Regions from separate parts of the Sus scrofa genome. Here region 1 is linked to region 2. Evidence: chromatin contacts called from public Hi-C data. All regions are on one chromosome and are shown on one strand. The core of a region is the stretch at or near the end of the contact, and the rest is flanking DNA. Distances in the headings are between cores, read along the strand shown.

Region 1 (2,709 bases), core at 141-2,640, 120 kb before region 2:
CTGAGATCTTTGTGTCCGTTATCATGTGTATTCCAAGGATGACAAACTCAATTCAAAGAAATTCCATGGGGTTTGCATTTGGCCTTTATCCTTACTTCTCTTATCAGCACGGAATGACTGCCTAGAACTTGAACTTGTTGCTAGACCCCAGTTGTCTTTTCTTTGTAACTCGAGTTTCTATTTTTAATCAAAGCTTTTGGAGGGGGAGTTCTCCCTCAGTCCACAGAATGATGGAGTTTTACCTGCCAAGGTTACATGCGTGAATTTGCATGGGTTTAAGCTGCTTTCTCATTGGAAGCAAGAGAGCTTTAAAGCTTATATGAGCTCTTTCAGTCTTCTTCAATTGCTAACCACTGGGAACTGTGGCAATTCTAGGTGTTTCTTTAAAGGTCTATGTCTACAGAGGCAGCAGGGCGTCTGTTTTATTAAGGTCTTACAGGAAGCGTTGAAAACCTTCCAATTTCTTTATTGTTATCATCGCCATAATCATCTTCATAATTTTCACCTTCTTCTTCATTATCATCATCAATACTGTCTGAAGAATCCCCTCATTGAACTAATGATTGGTAATCATATTATCCTGGCCTCCTAAACAAAATGAAAAAAAGCGCTTTCCAGAAAATCCAAGTAGCTTCTTTGCCCGCTTGCTCTGTTTCTCTCTGTGCTGATTTCATTTACATGTTCAAAATATCCATGGATTCAAAGGCAGATCCAGTCATGATTCCCGAACAGTTGGTTTCAACAGTCCAGACCCAGCCTGGTCCTTCATTCTGTGTCCCTCTGTTTCTCATATCTCGCTACTTTGCCATTACGAAGGCAGAAGGTCTTTGTTATCGTGCAAGAAGAGGGGAATCACAGCCTCCTGGCCGAGTTGACATCAGAAAGGTTAAGTACACTCTGAAATAGGGCGGAGTGCCTTGTGCCATTTCCCTAGACTTTCTGACATTTAAAAATCAGTTTTCCACTAGATCGAAGAAAGCATTCCCTGGAGGTGAGCTTAGCGAAGACTCTCTTCTTAGAGATGCTCCCTAATTCAGGGCATAATAACTAGAATTCAGGAGCTAGGTCTCTGTGCATGTTTGCTAACAGCTTGGCACACAAAGATTTGTCCAATGAAAGACAGGTAGGCTCGGACCAGTCAATGCCTTGAGAAGCCGTGTAAATCCTACTTCAAGTTCCACAGACTTAGAGACAGGTTTTTCCACCTGACAGCTCTTGGGAGCAGTTTGGCTGCTCCAACTTCTGTCCCAGTTTCCATCATTCGAAATCTGTGAGACTTAGATCCAGGCCTCCTGGAAGACTCATTTATCAAAGGAGCTGAATTTGTTGAGTTGAGGAGATGTTGAAGCTAGGTGGCGCTGGCTGCCACAGGCTGCAAGAGATGCTTTTCTACATGTCAGAACATGCCCTGTGTCCTAGGGACCCAGCTGTGAAACCTTTCCAAGGAGTCTGGTATGAGATGTGGGGAGCCTGATTTGAAACAAATGAGAAATAGAGAAATGGCCCAGCCTTGCTCTTTCCCTATGCAATGTTACCACTCCTGCACGTTAACCGTCCCTTCTGACTTAGAAAGAAGGCACTGAAAGCACAACGTGTATTTATTTACTTTCTAAATAGACTCCTCCTGGTCCTTTGCGATTCTGATACTCTGTTTGGTGCTTTTGGTTTTGCCATCAGCACTGACCAGGAGTTGCACAGGAAACCCAGGAGATCTGAAATAGTCATCGGAAGAGAACTTGGTTTGGGTCCCTTTTCCATTAATGCCTATTTTCCACCAGCCACATAACCTGTGCATGTGGAATATTCCCAATAGCACTGGCTTTCACAAGCTGTAGTGCCTGTCAGGAAATAAAACTGCTTTGGTGGAAAGACCAAAATTATAGCTGAGAACTCAGCAATGTCGAAGGAGCCTTCGGAGCCCGGTGGAATGGAAGAGAACAAAAAAAACGGGCCATGTCAGGGAGGCAGGTTTACCAAAAGGAGATTCTTTTCTCATTTTCTAGTCACATCAGCTGGCCGCATCATCTTCTACAGAGACACTTAGCACAGGAGATTTTAATCTTATAAATCCGGTAACATTTTCTGTCTTGTGAATATGTCTACAAAGTGTTTTATAGGTAGAAATATCAAATCACATTTAGATGTACATTTAAAAAGTTCCATTTCTTGGCAATAACACAGCCATGGTAAAATGACACAGTCATCAAGAATATGCTTTTTTGTTAATATTTCCAACTGTCAGGAAAGATACAGGGCATAGTGTCCATACTTTTGTAATTGGGAAGGTTTTTTTTTGCACAAGAAAAATCGGAGTGTGCTGTTGATTTTTCTTTCTTACTTTTTCTTTTTCTTTTCTTTTTTTTTTTTTCCCGGGACATATTGTCTGGTAAAATGCTTATCCTAATTAATCCCTGAGTGGAAACAGGCCTACAGGCTGGCAGAGGGGTCATAAGCTTTAATTTTTTTTTCATTGGTCTCAGAGCTGCTGGAATCTTTATACCAAAGCAAGTAGCTTTGGCTCAGGTTAATATTTCTACTTCTGCTCAGGGCCCCCCCCCACCCACGCCCCCCTCCGCAAAAGGGAGCCCATTGAAGAGAATTTCTTTGCCTGAAAAAGTACACAATTTCCCTTGACCTGTCTTTCATCATCACCTCTCCCCCACTGAACTCATGCATCTATTCGTAAACTCTTGTTTTAACCCATGGTAG
Region 2 (2,827 bases), core at 80-2,579:
ATGTGTCTTACTAACCAACCATCTTCCTCAAGAAGGCAAATTTGAGGATTTTGTTGGTGTTCCCACATGTTTGTGATTTATTCCCCAGGTCTTAGCTCCCTACTACATACAAAGATATCTCTCTGCTTTTGAGAGGAAAATGTTGACTCCTTGATGTTATTATTAAAATATCATTGAGGAGCTATATATCTGGAGAGGGCACTTTATAGAAAAACATTGCAAATATATTTTACAGGTTTACTGAACATTCATTCCTCTCCAGTTGATCTAAAACCAGATTTTATTTGGCATGTGCACTTCTCAGTGATGGTATAGAGAGCACATCAGCTGAGTTGGCTTGGTGGTTTCTGATTCTGTCCCCTAAGGACTGTCATGCTGGCTGGAGTCTTAGCTGCTCATCTGTAAAATATACAGCTACTGATTCCAACCTACTACCTACCTCATAGACATGCGCTAATATTTTAATGAAAAGAACTTTGAGCTCTTTGGGGGAAAAAAAATCCTCTCTATAAACAGAGAATTGTTACCAGAATGTTCTTTTCATTAGTTCTTTGGATTCCCTTATGAAAGTCCCAGTCTACCTAATGGATGGAGATTTATAGATAGCCATTTGTAAAAGCACATCCAAACACACTCAAACATTAAACAAACACAGATGCACAAATGAGATTTTGAAATTGCCCGACAGTGGTACAGCCTGTACCTGGGAATTGATGGGAGGGACTGATTTTTTCATAACTCTAATTATTCTCACTCTCTACCATACATTTGAAACTTAAACTGCCTGAGCCAGCCAGCATGGAAATGGCAGTCCTTTTATAAAATTCTTAATAGTCCTCCAAAGGCAAAGCAAAATTAGGAACAGATTGTCTAAAACTAGGGCTACACTGGCCTTTAGAGTTTTTAGAGATTTTTAAGATCTCATTTAGATTACTGGAGATACCACGTAGTAAACTCTGAAGGACACACAACTAGTGACTTGTGAGCCAAAGATATAAACTTTGTAATTTCCTGTAGATTTCAGGCACTGCTATAGAAACTGAAGCTTTTAGAGCCTCTCAGAACTGCTTAGGGTTTTGTTTAGACGTGTGCAGACACTCCCTGAATGGCAGCTTCACATTACAGACTGTGGGCATTGGTCAAAGGTCCTGACTCAGGCTTTTATGACTTCCTCCCTCATTAAGCATGTGAGTGACACAAACAAGAGGAGATTCTAATGATGACAATAAAACATTGATTTGGATCGTCCACACGGGCGGCCTCCTCTACCCCAATTCACTCCACTCTTGCTCAACCCTCTACTGGACTCTGGCTCACGCTGGCCATCTTCTGTTACCATTTGGCAAAAGTCTTCTGCCCTAAATATTCCTGTCTTGCACAATGGAAACGGTACCCATAAGGTCTCAATCAAATTGTCATGTGAATTATTTTACATTTCATGAGGAAGATAAAAATAAACTAGATTGAGATTGGAAAAACCATTTCATATCATCAACCTCAAGCTGTCTTCATCTGTAGTCATTCCAGTGTGGTTTCATCCACTTTCTAACCTATCCGTTGAATCCTTTCCTTGACGGTGACTCAGGCCACCCTTCTGTTGCCCAATTCTTGTTACGACTTGGGAGGTTGTTGTGGTTGGTTTGTTTTTAATATCTTGCCCAATCTTTCCATTTTTAGTTCCAGACTATTGCTTTTAACCACTTTCAACTCTCTCCTTCTTTACAGAATGACACAGTACTATATACAATCTAGCTCAAATACTTTCTTCACTCTCATTCCACGGTGGCTGCATCATACCCATGCATGCTACAAAAATAACAAGTGGGAGATGGTTATACCATTTCTTGTGATTCTCTGAGGGGTCCAGTTCGAGGGAACTCATGGTTATTACCGCATGGATAGCTGTCCTGTGATGTTGGTGACATTACGTCCCATTTGGTAGTGGAGAAAGTGAGAGGCAAGAGAGCCAAGGTCATCCAATTAGGAATCGGTGGTGTTAGTAACCTGAGTCCAAGTCTCATGGAGTTCAAACGTATTTTTCTTCGTTGTTCACCTCTCTACTAGTCTTTTTTTTTTTTTTTTTGGACCCTGGAGAGGAGCTTCAATTTTTTCTACCAACTTCAGCAGAAAGCATAACACATTTAAACTCGAAAGCAGCTACCCACATAGGACCTGGCCCAAGAAGCTTATCAGCAATTCTGCAATTCTTTGTTTAATAACCTACTGCCTAGGTAGCTAATAACAGAAACAAGTACAGAAAATGATTGCAATTTTTTCCCAGTGAAATTTCACTGTCCGTTTCAATAGTGCTGAGTGACTGAGTGGGAGTAATGGCTATTACTTTCTTAGACTTATTTTGTATTCTGCAATGTGTTTTGCTTTAAAAAAAATCAGGATATCATTTTGAATATTCTCGTTCATCCCTGTGAGGCTGATTTTCATCTGATGGCTTCACATGTTACCCTCTTAATCAAGTGGAGTAAGCTGGTGCTATAACTAAGTCCGACAACAACAACAAGTTGAAAAAAGTGAACAGGATCTCAGAAATGCTTCTATCACCACCTCTAGACTTCTTTTTTTGCTTAATTTGTAACATTTTCTTTCTCAAGTGTGTTTGTCTTATTCATTGAGCAGCTGCATAAATCATTAGAAAATGGCCAGGAATGCAGGCATGCTCCCCCAACATTCTCCTTTGGTGCTTTAATTTTATTTTAGTATAATAGAATTAACACAGGTGTAGCCAATGTTTTTACAGTGGTATTTTTGGGTGCGGGTTAATTTCCCTTCAAATCCTTGAGCATCGTGAGGCTTTCAAACCATGTGGATG

Evidence for each region. A called contact is a pair of places that touch in the nucleus more often than the background predicts.
Region 1: a contact with region 2 is called in a Hi-C map of embryonic fibroblasts, with 2.3 times the contacts expected there. The contact joins two enhancer-like sites. A contact is called at or near these places in 3 of 47 Hi-C or Micro-C datasets (embryonic fibroblasts, fibroblasts and heart right ventricle).

The regions. Positions count from the first base shown.
Region 1 is chr12:10,834,257-10,836,965 of Sscrofa11.1, reverse strand. No RefSeq gene overlaps it. Among named protein-coding and RNA genes, the nearest start is that of MAP2K6, 180 kb to the left of the region's middle. Within about 2 kb of position 1,390, at least 5 of the 83 cell types and tissues checked have an H3K27ac peak or open chromatin away from gene starts, as enhancers often do. A contact at or near this core is called in embryonic fibroblasts, where this site is marked.
Region 2 is chr12:10,718,048-10,720,874 of Sscrofa11.1, reverse strand. No RefSeq gene overlaps it. Among named protein-coding and RNA genes, the nearest start is that of KCNJ16, 180 kb to the right of the region's middle. Within about 2 kb of position 1,329, at least 7 of the 83 cell types and tissues checked have an H3K27ac peak or open chromatin away from gene starts, as enhancers often do. A contact at or near this core is called in embryonic fibroblasts, where this site is marked.